5 separate regions of the Mus musculus genome follow, and all the other regions are linked to region 4. The links are chromatin contacts, called in public Hi-C, HiChIP or PLAC-seq and Micro-C maps. All regions are on one chromosome and are shown on one strand. The core of a region is the stretch at or near the end of the contact, and the rest is flanking DNA. Distances in the headings are between cores, read along the strand shown. Region 1 overlaps St3gal3 (ST3 beta-galactoside alpha-2,3-sialyltransferase 3). Region 2 overlaps Cfap57 (cilia and flagella associated protein 57). Region 3 holds the start of 9530034E10Rik (RIKEN cDNA 9530034E10 gene). Region 4 holds the start of Ptprf (protein tyrosine phosphatase, receptor type, F). Region 5 holds the start of B4galt2 (UDP-Gal:betaGlcNAc beta 1,4- galactosyltransferase, polypeptide 2).

What was found. HiChIP or PLAC-seq counts read pairs in DNA pulled down with a chosen protein or histone mark. Hi-C and Micro-C count contacts between places; a contact is called where the count stands out from the background.
Region 1: an HNF4G HiChIP or PLAC-seq map of pancreatic cancer cells shows a contact between it and region 4. The contact joins the enhancer-like site here to the promoter of Ptprf in region 4. A contact is called at or near these places in 3 of 39 promoter capture datasets (hippocampal neurons and liver), 1 of 15 datasets of contacts at CTCF or cohesin (the NIH/3T3 cell line), 1 of 484 Hi-C or Micro-C datasets (embryonic stem cells) and 5 of 115 datasets of contacts at active chromatin or transcription factors (embryonic stem cells and pancreatic cancer cells).
Region 2: a contact with region 4 is called in a Hi-C map of epidermal suprabasal cells, with 7 times the contacts expected there. The contact joins the enhancer-like site here to the promoter of Ptprf in region 4. A contact is called at or near these places in 11 of 39 promoter capture datasets (the 3T3-L1 cell line, cranial neural crest, embryonic stem cells and 6 more), 5 of 15 datasets of contacts at CTCF or cohesin (the NIH/3T3 cell line, embryonic stem cells and pro-B cells), 60 of 484 Hi-C or Micro-C datasets (3T3-L1-derived adipocytes, the Ba/F3 cell line, the C2C12 cell line and 31 more), 7 of 115 datasets of contacts at active chromatin or transcription factors (embryonic stem cells and stem cell-derived neural progenitor cells) and 1 of 9 other capture datasets (embryonic stem cells).
Region 3: a CTCF HiChIP or PLAC-seq map of the NIH/3T3 cell line shows a contact between it and region 4, with 9 read pairs. The contact joins the promoter of 9530034E10Rik here to the promoter of Ptprf in region 4. A contact is called at or near these places in 6 of 39 promoter capture datasets (cranial neural crest, hematopoietic stem and progenitor cells, hippocampal neurons and 2 more), 1 of 15 datasets of contacts at CTCF or cohesin (the NIH/3T3 cell line), 1 of 484 Hi-C or Micro-C datasets (embryonic stem cells) and 3 of 115 datasets of contacts at active chromatin or transcription factors (embryonic stem cells and pancreatic cancer cells).
Region 5: a contact with region 4 is called in a Micro-C map of embryonic stem cells, with 5 times the contacts expected there. The contact joins the promoter of B4galt2 here to the promoter of Ptprf in region 4. A contact is called at or near these places in 16 of 39 promoter capture datasets (the 3T3-L1 cell line, 3T3-L1-derived adipocytes, the C10 cell line and 9 more), 1 of 15 datasets of contacts at CTCF or cohesin (the NIH/3T3 cell line), 7 of 484 Hi-C or Micro-C datasets (embryonic stem cells, regulatory T cells and stem cell-derived neural progenitor cells), 12 of 115 datasets of contacts at active chromatin or transcription factors (craniofacial prominence, embryonic forebrain, embryonic limb bud and 6 more) and 4 of 9 other capture datasets (adipose tissue, embryonic stem cells, liver and 1 more).

What each region holds. Positions count from the first base shown.
Region 1 is chr4:118,014,559-118,017,258 of GRCm38.p6, reverse strand. St3gal3 (ST3 beta-galactoside alpha-2,3-sialyltransferase 3) reads left to right here. Exons shown (of 12, transcript NM_009176.5): 5 at 2,462-2,554. Among named protein-coding and RNA genes, the nearest start is that of 9530034E10Rik, 41 kb to the right of the region's middle. Within about 2 kb of position 1,333, at least 78 of the 459 cell types and tissues checked have an H3K27ac peak or open chromatin away from gene starts, as enhancers often do. A contact at or near this core is called in the NIH/3T3 cell line and pancreatic cancer cells, where this site is marked.
Region 2 is chr4:118,567,626-118,570,325 of GRCm38.p6, reverse strand. Cfap57 (cilia and flagella associated protein 57) reads left to right here. Exons shown (of 23, transcript NM_026789.5): 20 at 610-744; 21 at 834-977. Gm52677 (a long non-coding RNA gene) reads right to left here. Exons shown (of 3, transcript XR_003955099.1): 3 at 1-2,700. Among named protein-coding and RNA genes, the nearest start is that of Gm52677, 15 kb to the right of the region's middle. Within about 2 kb of position 1,400, at least 13 of the 459 cell types and tissues checked have an H3K27ac peak or open chromatin away from gene starts, as enhancers often do. A contact at or near this core is called in epidermal suprabasal cells and erythroblasts, where this site is marked.
Region 3 is chr4:117,973,601-117,976,300 of GRCm38.p6, reverse strand. It overlaps 9530034E10Rik (RIKEN cDNA 9530034E10 gene), which reads right to left and starts at 1,267. Exons shown (of 3, transcript NR_166452.1): 1 at 1,234-1,267. All of the region lies in intron 5 of St3gal3 (ST3 beta-galactoside alpha-2,3-sialyltransferase 3), which reads left to right.
Region 4 is chr4:118,289,974-118,292,673 of GRCm38.p6, reverse strand. It overlaps Ptprf (protein tyrosine phosphatase, receptor type, F), which reads left to right and starts at 1,277. Exons shown (of 33, transcript NM_011213.2): 1 at 1,277-1,494.
Region 5 is chr4:117,882,179-117,884,878 of GRCm38.p6, reverse strand. It overlaps B4galt2 (UDP-Gal:betaGlcNAc beta 1,4- galactosyltransferase, polypeptide 2), which reads left to right and starts at 1,403. Exons shown (of 8, transcript NM_017377.5): 1 at 1,403-1,777. It overlaps Atp6v0b (ATPase, H+ transporting, lysosomal V0 subunit B), which reads left to right. Exons shown (of 8, transcript NM_033617.3): 8 at 238-549. The coding sequence ends at 264. It overlaps Gm12841 (predicted gene 12841), which reads right to left and starts at 1,329. Exons shown (of 4, transcript NR_168719.1): 1 at 1,164-1,329.

The sequences.
Region 1 (2,700 bases), core at 84-2,583, 280 kb after region 4:
TCAGACATCTGGGGGCCTCCTGGCATTTGGAGTGAGTGCCTAGAGAAACTAACTATTCTGGCCTGAGGGAGCTGGCAACCATTAATCTTAGTGGGTTTGACCGCTGTCTGCCCCAGAGGTCCCAGCATTCTGTATGACTCAGAATCCTCAACACTCCCCCTATTCTTCTCTCACTGGGACTTTCGGGAGGCCATTTCTAAGGCATTTTAATTTGGTGATGATTGGCATGCGTTACTATACCCAGGCTTGCTTTTCTAAATGAATTGGTTAGCATTCATCATTCCTGACTGGTCACCTTGCACACCTAGGAGGAACAGACTTCTGCCTGCTCTGCCGTCTCCCACTTTTCTGCACCCCATCTGGCATGCTGGCCCTCCTCTCCAGCATGGATCACCCCAGCCCAGGAGCCTTGGGCTGTCCAATAGCCATTCTTCAGGTGCCTTCCAAGAGCTGAGATCATGCAGCAGGAGAGGAAAGATATGGTCAGAGGTTTGTCTCTTGAGCATTGCATTCTTCAATGCCCCGTGTTGTGGATGGCAGCTGCCATCTGTCTTCCAGCTTCTTTGTAAACTTTCTGGAATTCAGAAAGACCACAGACACTCGGTACGAGTTGGACAGCCCTGAGGGTGAGGGTTCTGGAGACATGGCACAAAGGCACTCAAAATACCACAGCGCTGTGTACATGCTTTGAAAGAGTGGGGCGAGGCCTTCTTAACCCTCATTTCTACCCATATCCGGCCATGTCAACTGCTCCCACTGGCGCTGGGCTCCAGGCCAGCCTCTGTGATCGTGTCACTGGTGGTGTCACGACAGCATCCCCACCGAGAGCAGAGGCAGCTGCATGCTCTTGGGTCTGGCTCTTCATCTTTCTAAGCCTCAAGCATCTATCTGTGATGCAGGGCACCCACTCCCAGGGCTATTGAGAGGAAAGGCTGTTAGTCACCGTCCTTCATCCAGGAGCTTCCAGTAAGCTCCAGAATTGCAGTGACATCCATATTTCATTTCCAAAATAGAGTTGTTTACAGCTTTCTTTCTCCCGTTAGAACCTTTAACTTTGTTTTGTTTATCAAATAAAGTTGCAGGCCCTCTTCACATTTGCATCTCATTTGCATCTCATTGGTAGGGAAGGCTTGAAAATGTAGATTTCTAAAATTCTGTGTATACTTAATGAGCAATCCCTTGCATAAAGCCCTGGACAACACCTCAGGGGTGAATTGAACTTGACAGCCCGGCTGATGACATATGGTCATTCCTGGCTGTCCAGCAGACACACTCCCACACTGCAGGGGTCATGCTGAAGGCCAGCTTGCTATTGAGCCACACCCATCAAGGCAGCCTGGCCCTGGTGTGGATTGAGCAAGGGGCGGGGGTGGGGTAAGGGAGCAGCTCAGAGGCTGGGAATCTAAGTGAGCAGGTGACACCACCGGCAAGGCCTTCAGTCCTGGTGTTCACAGGGTCATTTACTAAAGATGTCCTGATGTTTCCCAGACGGCACAGGGCAGAGCTGTGGTGGAGGGTGGTGACTCCAGAACCACACTGAACACGTCAGGGTTTGGAAACCTGATGCCTAGAGATGATCCAGTTATAGTCAGTCACTCTGCCAAGACAAGGCCAGGACACGGCCCTCAGATAGCGCTCGCTCGCAGTCTCCACCCTGAAGCTTCCCGGGGTTTCTTCAGGGGTTTCAGGGGTTTCTTCAGATCACAGGGAGGCTGCCAGTATTGGTTTGGTTTAAAATATGTATAGGGGGGGGGCTTCATGTACCCATCTCTGTGCGAAGTGCAGGCAGAGGTCTGATCCCAAGAATTTATGCTGGAGTGAGAGACAGTTCTGTGGAGGAGCAGCGCAGCCGGGGGTGGGCATAGGATAAGGATGCCGGGTCAGGAGACTGCCAGGGCAGAGAGGCAGACAGCCCAGTCAGTGGGTCAGGGGATCGCTCCTGTGAAGCCCATCTCCGAATTGAGTTTTGAAGGTGTGGCATTCTCCAGGGGGAGGGCCCCCGGGTAGAGCACGCTCAACTGAAGGTCAAACTGATCCATCAGTAGCTCCATAACGCATATGCGTTCGCCATGCATGTTCCCACTGGGTGGATCATAGAGGGAGTGGAGGGGATAAAAGCAGGAGACTGGGCAGGTAGGGTCGTGCCTGGGAACTACAAAAGCCTGTGCCTTTGCATGTGTCAAGGCCTTACAAGCTATGTCCAGCAGTGCTCCCCGGGGAGCACTGCCTGCCCAGCCGTAGAGCCTTTGTGGTGATCAGTCTTACTACAAAAAAATCTGTAAAAGGAAATGAAGGGTGCCCCTTTTGTGGAGGCCACCGAGGAACCATTTTTATAGGGCTAATTCTCTTAGGAACTTGATGTAGAAAGGCTCTATTCCATTTCAGTCTCCGCAGCTCCTGGTGGACTGATGATCTTCCCGCTGTTCTTGTGCCCAGCTCTGACCTTCTCTCTCTCCCGCAGGCCTGCCGAGCTAGCCACCAAGTACGCAAACTTTTCCGAGGGAGCTTGCAAACCCGGCTACGCTTCAGCCATGATGACTGCCATCTTCCCCAGGTATGTGGTCCTTGCTCTCGATGCTGGGATAGTGTGGGCTGTGACTCAATCATGTGGAATGCCGGCGAGAACATGACCTTCTCATGAGCCGGTCACCTAGGTCCCCTCCTCTGTCTAGTTCACTGGTGCCCAGGGAAGGACTTTGA
Region 2 (2,700 bases), core at 151-2,650, 280 kb before region 4:
TAAACACATGTGCACACACACATGGAAAGTCAATAAAGGGCTATGAGAGAAGAGAAAAAGGAGACACCCTCTTGGGTAATGATAAGGGAAGGTAGCTGTCAGAAAGCGTGGCTGAAGATGGAGAGCTGGTCCAGTCTACAACAATCTGGAGGGAGTTGTCATCCAGCCACAACAGTGCTCCTGACAGTCAGGGGAACCATCACTGCTGAGGTCCTTAGGCATGGGGCAGCCCTGGGTAAGGATCTGTGGGAGGGAATGAGATATTTTTCTTGGCGCCAAAGGAAAGTGTGGCCACATGAGTTCCCTTCCATCTTATAAGCTTGAGGCCCTTAAAGGAATCCGGAGCAATCGGGATGCCATGTGTGCAGTCTCAAGCCCTGTCAGCTGTCCAGGCAGGGTACCCGGCCCAGGCAGGTACACAAGCATTTCAGAACGGCGACCTTTGGGCTGGCTGCCCATCTAGGTTTCTGTGCCCAGGGTGGGCGCCAGCAGTCAGGTGTTCATCCCAGATGAGGAGGCACCAGACCCCTTCATTAGCCTCTGCCTGAAGCCCCTGCCCCTCAGAACAGAGCATGCCATGCTGTCCCAGGAGTAAACGTCTGATTGCAGGAACGGGATCTGGAAGCGCTGGTCCGACGCTTCAAGACAGACCTTCACAACTGCGTGGCGTACATCCAGGAACCCGGGCTGCTGAAGGAGAAGATCCGTGGCCTCTTTGAGAAGTACGTGCAGCGGGCAGACATGGTGAGCTCTGAGCGCCCCGCCCTCACTGCCCTGTGCTAGGCTTCACTTCTCCCCTCCTTGGCTGAGTGTCTCCCCACGTGATGCGCCAGGTGGAGATTGCAGGGTTGAACTCAGACCTGCAACAGGAGTACGCCCGCCAGCGGGAACACCTGGAGAGGAACCTTGCCACGCTCAAGAAGAAAGTGATCAAGGAGGGTGAGCTGCATCGCACCGACTATGTCCGCATCATGCAGGTAACGGATGCATCCCTTTGCCGCCTGAGACCACCCGTGCTCTAGACTCCCCAGACATCCAGGGACCCACAGCTTTCTCATGGCTCCTCCTCTCTGATCTCCAGTAGCTCATCCTGGCTGTCACCATGGCCTGGGGCTCACCGGGGAGCCCACCTAGGCATCATCATGCCCACTGGTAGCCCTATTCCTTTTGCCATCATCCCATCCCCATCCCTGAGAAGCTAGCGACCTGCCTCGTTCTTCTCCGTTACCCACGATACATCCAGGTCTCAGTTCTCCTGACTCCTTAGCTTGTTTCCAGCTCCCGTCTCCCCACCCAGCTTTGCTGCCTTTTATTCTTCCCTCCTCCTGGGACGTGTCTGGCCAGTCTCCACCTGCCTCGTCTTCCTTTCTGGTGCCTCAGGTCGTACCCTTATCTCTTGGTCCAGATTGAACCACACCCACAGTGTTGGCAAAGATAGTGCTTAATGAGCTCCCACACCCAGGTCCCAGGATCCTCAGCAGACACTTCAGAGGGCCTGGCCCCATTCCTGCCGCCCCCACCCAGGCACTCCACTGAGACTGCCCATCGAGACGCTTCTGCCAGATTCCCACTCGGGTGTCAGTATCATCTGAGGCAATTGATAAGAATTTATATCAAAAGAGAACATCAGAATGGCGTGCGGAGCACATATTTTCATGGTTACATTTCTTTAACATCCTAATTGAAATACTGGGACGGGAACAGGGTGCAGTTTGGAACGAACCCAGATAGGATGCTGTAGAGTTACACACACATTTGAGCAGAGTACACAACAGCCCAGGTCATACCAAGGCACGACTGTGTCTCCCCATTTTAAAATCTGTACCCCTTCCTACTACCCATTTAAATCATTTCTGCTCTGGACCATAAAAGTATTCAGAGACCAGGAAAGAGGAGCAGATGTGATTGGCAGCAGATTTGGTACCAGCAACCACACACAGCCTTGCTAAGAACCAGGGCTACCTAAAATGAGGGCAGAGCACAGGAAGCTGGGCAGTGAAATGAGGGAGACAGCAGTATTTGTCACCTTGTCTCATTGACAAGTGGAAGACCTCGGCACATAGGCCTGAGGATCTCCAGGTCTGGTCCTTCTCGCCACACCAAGCAGAAGCCCAAAGCAAAAGTCAGTTCCAGGGGCTAGAGAGATGGCTCAGTGGTTAAGAGCACTGACTGCTCTTCCAGAGGTCCTGAGTTCAATTCCCAGCAACCACATGGTGGCTCACAACCATTTGTTGTGAGAACATTTTAAAAAGAATGTTCTTTTTTAAAGAACTACTGCTCTGGGTGCCAAGACTGTTTTCTTTGATCTTGAGGTTGAGCACGAGGGCCAGGCCAGAGTCTGGGGAGGCTGCAGGGCCTATGCAGGCCAAGCCTAACTAGGAACCGTATCCTCACCCAGGGTGTGGGAAGCGAGCAGATGCAGTTTCCATGTAGACCAAGGTGGCAGCGCTTCACTGTTCTTTGGCCAGGAATCTCTCGGCCTCCAGAAACTCTGTTTATCTGTAACATGGGGCAAATGACACCGTCCCAGTGGCTGCTGCAACACTTGACCAAGACAAACAGCAGCCACCGGCCTGGTACAGAATTGGGGATCAAAACTGCCATTTCTTTTCCTTTACCCCAGCAAAGAAATCAGTCAAGAATCACTGTGGGGGGAAAAATGAGTCTGAAAGTCCACCATTCATGGGCCAGGGAGGCCTG
Region 3 (2,700 bases), core at 18-2,517, 320 kb after region 4:
GTTATAGAATAGGTCAGAGCCAGGGAGAAGGAAGGGAAGGAAGACAGGGTTTGTGGGGACTAGAGAGGTCAAAAGGAGATAGATTGTGAACATGCATACCAGACTCATCCAAGCAAAAAGGAAATGTGACTGAGCCCAGTTCTGGACCCACCCAAACCTGCAGCTTGTTTCTGCTTTCTTCTGAGCATCCTCAGATGCCAGTTTTGTCCATGTAGCTGCAAGATGGCTGTAGCCCTTCTAAGCCTGGATTGGCCAGCTTTATTTCCAAAAGGGTCACATGGCAGCTCTGTTTGGCTGTGGCCCAGGCTGTACTGGGGTTAGATAGTCTCTGCCACAACTGTTTAGCTCCACTGTTGAAGCATGAAAGTAGCCACAGCATATTATAGAAACAAATGGGTGTGTCCGTGTTCCAGTAAAACTTTATTTATGGGAAGAGACAGCTAGCTTAGAGGCTGCAGTTTGTCTAACCCCTCTTCTAGGCTTGGTGATCTTCATAGTGTAAAAGAAACCCCCTGCCTACCCCAGTGTCCAAATGCCTATAATCTTTTTTATAATTTCTTAGCTAATTTTATCTTATGTGGATGAGTGCTTTGACTTCATGTGCATTATGTGCCTAGTGTGTGTGCCTGTGCTTAGTGCCCTGAGAGCTCCAAAGAGGCATCCGATCCCTTGGAACTGGAGCTGTAGGTGTTTGTAAGTTGTTGTGTGGGTACTGAGAACCAAACCAAAGTCCTCTGCAAGGACAACAAGAGCTCCTAACTGCTGAGCCAGCTCCAGTCTTCCATTCTTTTAGTGTGTGTGTGTGTGTGTGTGTGGTGTGTGTGTGTGTGTGTGTGTGTGTGTGTGTGTGTGTGTTTTGTGTGTGTAGACGCACTCACGTGCATGTGTGCATATGTGCATGCATGTGTGTGTCCTCATCTAGGGCCCTCTGGAATGAAAAGCAGAATGTCATTACAACAAAGGGGGCTGAAGTGCAAGCACCCCCTGCAGAGCATGAGTAAGAGAGAACTTGAACTGGGCACCTGGAGTTTCCAGTCACTATGCAGCTTGAAACATACTGACATAGGCTCGGGGATCAGGCCAGCCCTGCAGTGCTGACCAGCGCCCTGCCTGGCCTTTCCCTGTGTGCAGTTTTTGCCCTTCCACAGCTTCACTATGCCCAGTCAGAAAACACTTTCTCCTCCCTCCTTCCCTCCCTTCCTTCCTTCTTTCCTTTTGCACGACTTTACTTACCTGGGTAGGACCAAAGGGCAGAGTCCCTGAGAACAGGGCTCAGGCTAAACCTTCTCCTTATGTAGACACTGCCTCATTCTGTCCAGCCTCACCTTGAAGGAAGGAATGCTTGCTATGGTTTCCATCCCCCGCCCCCAGGGAGTTTTCTATAGTACCCTGCTGTTCAGATGCCCTCCCCCAGCAGTTCTCTGCCAGGTCCATGAGTGCTTGTTACTCAGAGCCCAGCCCGGTTTAGTCATCATCTCCTTTCAAGAATCTTTCCTCTGTGCCCGATTCCATCTATCACCTTTGTGTCCAAAATACGGGCTCTGGAGATTTCTTCCCCATGATTGGTTCCTTGTCTCTACCATTAGCTTCTGAAAGAAAGACCAGGACTAGTTTACTTTATACTCTCAGCTAGGTCTAGGTCCACAACCTAGGATCAGGGGGCAGAGATGCATTCTGCCGTTTCAGCTAGTCCTGAGTAAGCTGGGAGAAAGGAGCTCGGTGTGGAACCACACTTGGGGGTCCGTCTGTCCATCCATCAGTCCGTCTGTCCATCCATCTCTTTACCTCTGAGCTTTCTCAGGGTACATGCCCACCTAGCCAGAAGATTTGGCATCCGTTTTCCTTAGACTCTTGCTTTCCCATGGGGGAGGGCAGTGAGGCGGAAGGCCAACCAGGCATCTAGGAAGCATTTATCATCCTTGCTTAGACATATCCCAGGATCTTACTGTGCAGGGTCCTTTATGGTGAGGTTACAGCAATTCTGTACTAAGCAAGACCAGGTAAGTCTTAGAAAACGTGTGTCCCTCTGTTTTGTGTGCCCATTCTTCTCCCTGTAGGTTCTGGAAAGGTGGTTCCGTGAGTCTGGCTTTCCCCCTCCGAGATGAGTCTCATTATCAGGCTAGGGTTGGGGCGAAGCCTACAGCTGAGTCTAATAGACAAATGTGCTATGATCTGCCGTCTGAGCCCTCACTGCAAGGCTCTGCCTTCTTGTGCTTTCTATGCTTTACAGCATGGTTATAGAAGTGGCTAAGAGGCGGGGCATCCAACGGGCACACTCACAGAGCTGAAGTTGATCCGTGTTCTAATCTAACTAACAAGCTCATATTACAAAGGTGCTTCTCTGTGCAGATAGAAGGGGCTGGGAGTGGCAGGAAGACCGACAGTGCCCACACATAACCCATCACTCATGATAATATGGCTCAGTCGACTCTCCTGTTGGCCTCTAAGCATGGGCTTGATGTTCTGAGCCTTAGATAGTATTTCAGATTGGGCTGGTGAGATGGCTCAGCAGGTAAAGGTGCTTGCCACCAATCCAGACTCCCTGGGTTCTAACCCGAGAAAGTATTATAGTGGAAGGAAGTTATCTGACTCTTCTAAGTTGTTCTCTGCTCTCCAGGAATGGGCTGTGATATAGTTATGTGTATACACACACACACACACACACACACACACACACACACACACATACACACACGCACG
Region 4 (2,700 bases), core at 28-2,527:
AATATAAATCTTCAAGCAGGTTATTGGTTTAGTCCCTAGCACTGCACACACTGGACACGGTGGCACGTGCATTTGAATTTGACATGAGGTCAGTGAAGTTCAAATGCAAGTGGATGGTTTCAGGGTGGTGTGGCTGTGGACAAGGAGTCTGGAATTCAATGCTAAGGCGTATACTGAACAGATCTTGAGACCGGGGATCATTCATATCTGCTAGAATTAGTGTAGATGTTGGGATATTGGTTAGCCTCTGGGTGGGGTTGACCTCAGATCAGAGCACAGGGGAAGAGCGGTGTAGAGATAAAGGTCCGTGTGGAGTTTCTGTAAAGCCAGTCCCATCTCAGGTTGCACAATTATTAGAGTTGGATCAGATTATTATACTAAAAGATCACCAAGATGGGAGAGGTATTGAGATCAGTGTCTGTATTAGGGTGTGTTCCCCAACTCCTCTGGTGACCCAGTTCCAATTTTTCTATTGGAATTGAGAGTTTCAGCGTTGGAGTGTTCAGCAATCAAGAGCAGAGGACTTGGGTCTGGTTCCCGGCACCCACACTGGGTTCCTCACACCCTCCTGTAACACCACACGGTGAATATGCATATACAAGCACACACACACACTGGCGTACACACACAAATACATATATAAATAAAAATCTTCTTTAAAAATCAAGAATCCCAGCAGGGAAATGTTCTTGTCTGGGATAGAAATAAAGCAGAGACTAGAACACATGAAAGCACTGGGCTCCGGTGTGAGGCAGCTGCCTTAGCATAGTATTTTCTTCTGTATAAGGGTCTCAATATCTATACCGGACTCCATTCAGACCAAGGGTTGGGGCTGCTATCAATATCAAACTTAGGCCAGGTAGAAGAAATGAAGCCATTTAGTGTTCGAATCTGTAATTGGAGTCCATACACTATAGGCGTTCAGTTAAAAAAAAAATTACTACTTTTTCTGATTGCTAGGCAAATTTTAGGGTCTGGACTCAACATTAGGTTTAAAGGTGGTTCTGGGTTGGATTGGCGGCAGGGGACCCTAGAGAAGTATTACGTACATGTGAGGATTTGGGAGGGTCTGGACTTTTGTGTCTAAGTTTGGTTCTATCCACGCTCGTTCCTGAGGTTTAAGCTCAATTTTGATGTTCCAGGCGGTTTAGACTTGGGGTTGGTCTGCAGCCTCGTTGGGCCTACAGCTCCACTCCTCTACAAGCGAGAGTGCACGAGGGGAGGGGCGGCGCCGGGGACGCGCACGGCAGGGGCAGGGACGCGGGCGCGGGCGGGCGGGCGCGCGCGGCTGGAGCTGGCGCGGGAGCGGTGGCGGCGGCGGCGGCAGAGGCGGCGGCTCCGGCTCCAGCTCCGGCTCCGGCTCCGGCTCCTGCTCGGGCGGCGGTGGAGGTGGCGGTGGCGGGAGCGGGCGACGGCGGCGGCAGCGGCGGACTGAGAACGGCGGCCTCAGCGGCTCGAGGGGGGACATGCAGACCGACGGCCCCCGGAGAGGCGGTGAGTGACCCCCCGAGCCCCCTTCGGGCCCCTCGATGCGCGGCCCTTCCGCGCCATCCCCACCCTGCCCCCGCGTCCGTGGAGCTGAGCCGGGGGCGGGCCCGGGGGCGCCCGGAGGCCGGGCCGCGCCCCCACCTGCCGCGCCCGCGATCTCGTCCGAGCCCCCGCCGCACCTGAGCCGCAGCCCGCACCCCCCGTGCAAAGTTTCCCCGCGCCGGTGGGCGCCCGGTTCCCCATCCGCCGCGGTCGCGCTCCGGGGGCGGCCTTCAGCCTCCCCCGCCGGCCCCGGGCGGGTCCAGGCCGCCTCCCCCGTCCCACGGCGCCCCCTCCCCGCCGGCGGAAGAGCCGCAGCCGACGCCGGGTCTCGCGGGCAACCGGGCGCACGTGCGGCCCCGGGACGAGCGGGGCGTGAGTTGCGAGCCCCCCTTCCCTGGTCTCCGTACGGAGCGCGGCCCGGGGAGGGGCCGGCCGGGCGGTCCCAACCCCCACCTCGAGCGGCGCCCTCGAGGCCCCAGAGCGGCTCGTCCCGGGAGGACGGGTGCGCTCGGACCCGCTCCGAAAGTTCACTCAGTCGCCTCCCGGCGTCCCGCCCCGTCCCGTCCCGTTCGGGTGTGCCTGGTCCCCAGTCTCTGCGCCCGGGTTTTCGTCTCGGCGCCTTTCTCGGTTTCCCTAGGTGTCTCCGGCTCCCTGTGTCGCTCACTGCCTCCCGATCTTCCTCCCTGCGGTCTCAGCTTGTCCAGCCGTGGGTTTCTCTCCCTTTCCAGTCTCTGTTTCTCTCCCCGAGTATCGGGTTCTTTCTCCCTGGTCTTCCTGTCCTCTTTCCCCAGGTCTCCGTGTTCCCTTTCTTCAGGTCTCCCTGTTCCCTCTCCCAGGTTTCCATGTTCCCTCTCCCCGAGTCTCCGTGTTCCTTCTCCCCGGGTCTCCCTGTTCCCTCTCCCCGGGCCTCTGTGCCTCCATGTCTCTGTAGCTCCCTCCTTAGGTGTCTCTCTGCTTGGTGTCTCTGAATCCCCCTCTGTCAGGCCCCCTCCCCCACGTCTCCGGAATGCGGCCCCTCTGGTTCTTCTTACCCCGGGAGGGGGAGGGGCTAGCCCTTCTCCCCATTTCTCCCCCTCCCTCTGCAGGGCCCCTGAGTTGGAGCAGGTGGGGTGGGAGCTCTACCTGCCAGTAGCTGTGGAATGGGAGGGAGGACCACCCTGAGAGCAGCCA
Region 5 (2,700 bases), core at 154-2,653, 410 kb after region 4:
CATATTTTCCAGTGTGTGAGTTTGTGACTTGGGTGCTTGACTGGGCTGACTCTTGGCGACACTAACACTGTCCATGGGACTTGTCTTCTCTGTTGTACAGCTGAGCTCCTTTGTTACTGTCCATGTCTGTTTGTCTGTCATAGTGTGTCTGTCCGTCTGTCCACCCACTGGCCTGCTGGTTCTGGTCTTGTCACTGGTCACTGTCCCTGCCTGATTTGTCCTGTTTTTCCTTTGCAGACCTCCAGAGTGAAGATGGGTGACTAGATGACCTGTATGGGTGGGGCCGTGCCCTACTGTTATTTATTGCTGGTTTTCCTGGGACAGCTGGAGCTGTGTCCCTCAGCCTTTCTGGGGCTTGGTGTTCAGGGTCTCCCCTGCACTCACCTCTTGCTGCCTGTTGACTCTGGAGGCATTGCAGTCCAGACTGAACCCCAGTGTGGGGAGTGGGCTGCTGATGGTGACTGTGTACAGCTGTGCACCTGTGCCCCCCTCAACCCCCATCCAGCCCATCTTCCTAGTGTTTGTGAAATAAACTTGGTATTTGTCCCAGTCAGTGAGGCTTCTGTTGGCCCCTTGCGACACCTTTCACAAAGGAAGGGGAGGACCTGTTCACTCACTCCAACCTCCTGTAACTTTCTGTCTACACATCATCTCTGCTCTGGACCTTGCTGGCTCCTGGGTGGCAGATCAGGGTGCTAGGCTGGCTGTAATGCTGGCACCTCTTCATTGAAGAGTCTGGGCTCTGAGATCCTCCTAGCCCTATGTCTTTGGACCCCTGTGCACTAGACCCAAACTCACTACAGCTAATTCTCCTCTCTGTCGCTATACTCCTGAAACTCCCCGCACCTGGATTTTCCTGGAGAACAGTGTTTTACATTTGATAGTCCAGTATGAACACCTAACCCTTCCAGAAACCTCTTCTATGGTCTTAGTTCCTAGGGCCTTGTTCAGCTCCGCCTATTCCTATACAATTCTTGATTCCAACACCACCCTAAATCTTACCCAACCTGCTTTTACCTAATAAGTCCTTTTCAGTCAACACCTTTAGGGGTCTTACCCAGCAGGCAGCCCTGGTTGGCTGACCTTGACTCATGCTCCCAGGAAAGAGTTGGCAAGGCCCTAACCCTCTGAATTGCCCACTATCCAGACCCCGTCCCAAATACCTGAAGGGCCTTAGCCATCCGGCTCCTGGTCTCTTCCCATCCCTAAAGCAAGCTGATGGAGGAACCTGATGGATTCCTGCGTCCTTCCTGGGTCTCAGGCATCCGCAAACGCACCTCCCCGCTGGCTGGGCCGCGCAGGGCCAACGGCAGGGGCGGGCGGCGGAGCGGCGCGCGGCGCGTGCGGGCGCACTGGAGGCGGGGGCCGCGGGGGCGCGCGCGCGGGCGCGCCGGCCTGGCCTGCCCCTCCGAGGAGCCGTAGCGCGGGAGGGAGGCGGCAGCGCAGTGGTCCGTCGGTCCGCCGGTCCGTGGGTCTGCCGGGCCCCGCCCTGCCTCCCGGGGCGGCTCGGCTCCATGGCCCGCGGCGGCGGCGGGAGGTGGCCCCGGAGCCTCGGGGACCGCTGACCGGGCGGTGGGGCCGGGCCATGGGGGACAGAGCCGTCCACAGCTGCTGGAGCCGGGATCCCTACCCGAGCTGGAGCGGCGCCCCCTGCTGAGCCCCGAGCGCTGCGAGAGAGGAGGGCGCGCGCGGCCCCCCACCCAGGGCCCCGACATTCCAGACCCGGCCCGGCTAGGGGGCCGCCCGCGCGCCGTCACAGATCCCAGCCCAGGACCCGGTGAGCGAGGCACCGGCGCTGCCCCCGGCCTGGCTGCACCCCACCCTACCCCCATCCCGCTAGCCTCCTGGGCTCCGGCGTCCGCCCCCATCCGGCCTCCCTCATTGTCCTCGCTCGCCCCGGCCTTGTGTCTCGCAGAGGCGCTCGGCCCCGGCCCCACTTCCACATCCCCCACTGCATGCACCCCTCCCCAGGGCTCCACACCCACCTGTCCTACTGCCTCCCCCGTCCCGAGGTGCCACGTGTTCAGCCTCCCAGCCCCGCCCAGACGCACCCCTCAGTTTGGTGGCTAGCCTGACCCAGAGCCCCTGCCCTGGAGGGAGGGGTTGGGAATACTTGCACGTGGGTCTGGGTGTATGGCTACGCTTGTATAAGTCCGAGCCGCGGTTTGTTGATATATGTGGCTCCGTATGTTACTGTCACCCCAAGTGTGTCTAGCTCTATATGTAGGTCTCTGTGTGTCCCTTGAGTGTGGATGCCGACTGCTGGTACTAAAGCAGTCTATGTGATTTTGTGACTGTTTGAGATATTCTGCTCTCAGGAGCATGGCCAGAAGTATTTTTTGACCTTTTGGAACTACAGGGGAGACCTGGTTCGAGCAAGGGCACCCCCAGCCCCCACCACCTCTGCCAGTGTATGAACTTTACTCCTCTAGGGTCCAAGTGTACCCCATTTCAGGAATCAGAACTAGCTTTGCTAATCAGGCTCCAGAGCTAGCTAGCTAGCCTGAAATCTTAGGTGAGGGGCTCTCTATTGCTTGCCCCACGGGGTATGCTCTTGCCCCTTGTTCCAGTGGGAAGGACCTGTTTAAACATCTCTCCTTTTTGGGTGGAGGGCACTCTTGAGTGCTGAAGGCTCCTTCTCAGCCTGGTCCTAGTTGGCTAGGCCTGCTTGCTGTTGGGACCTGAGTGCTCAAACTGGCC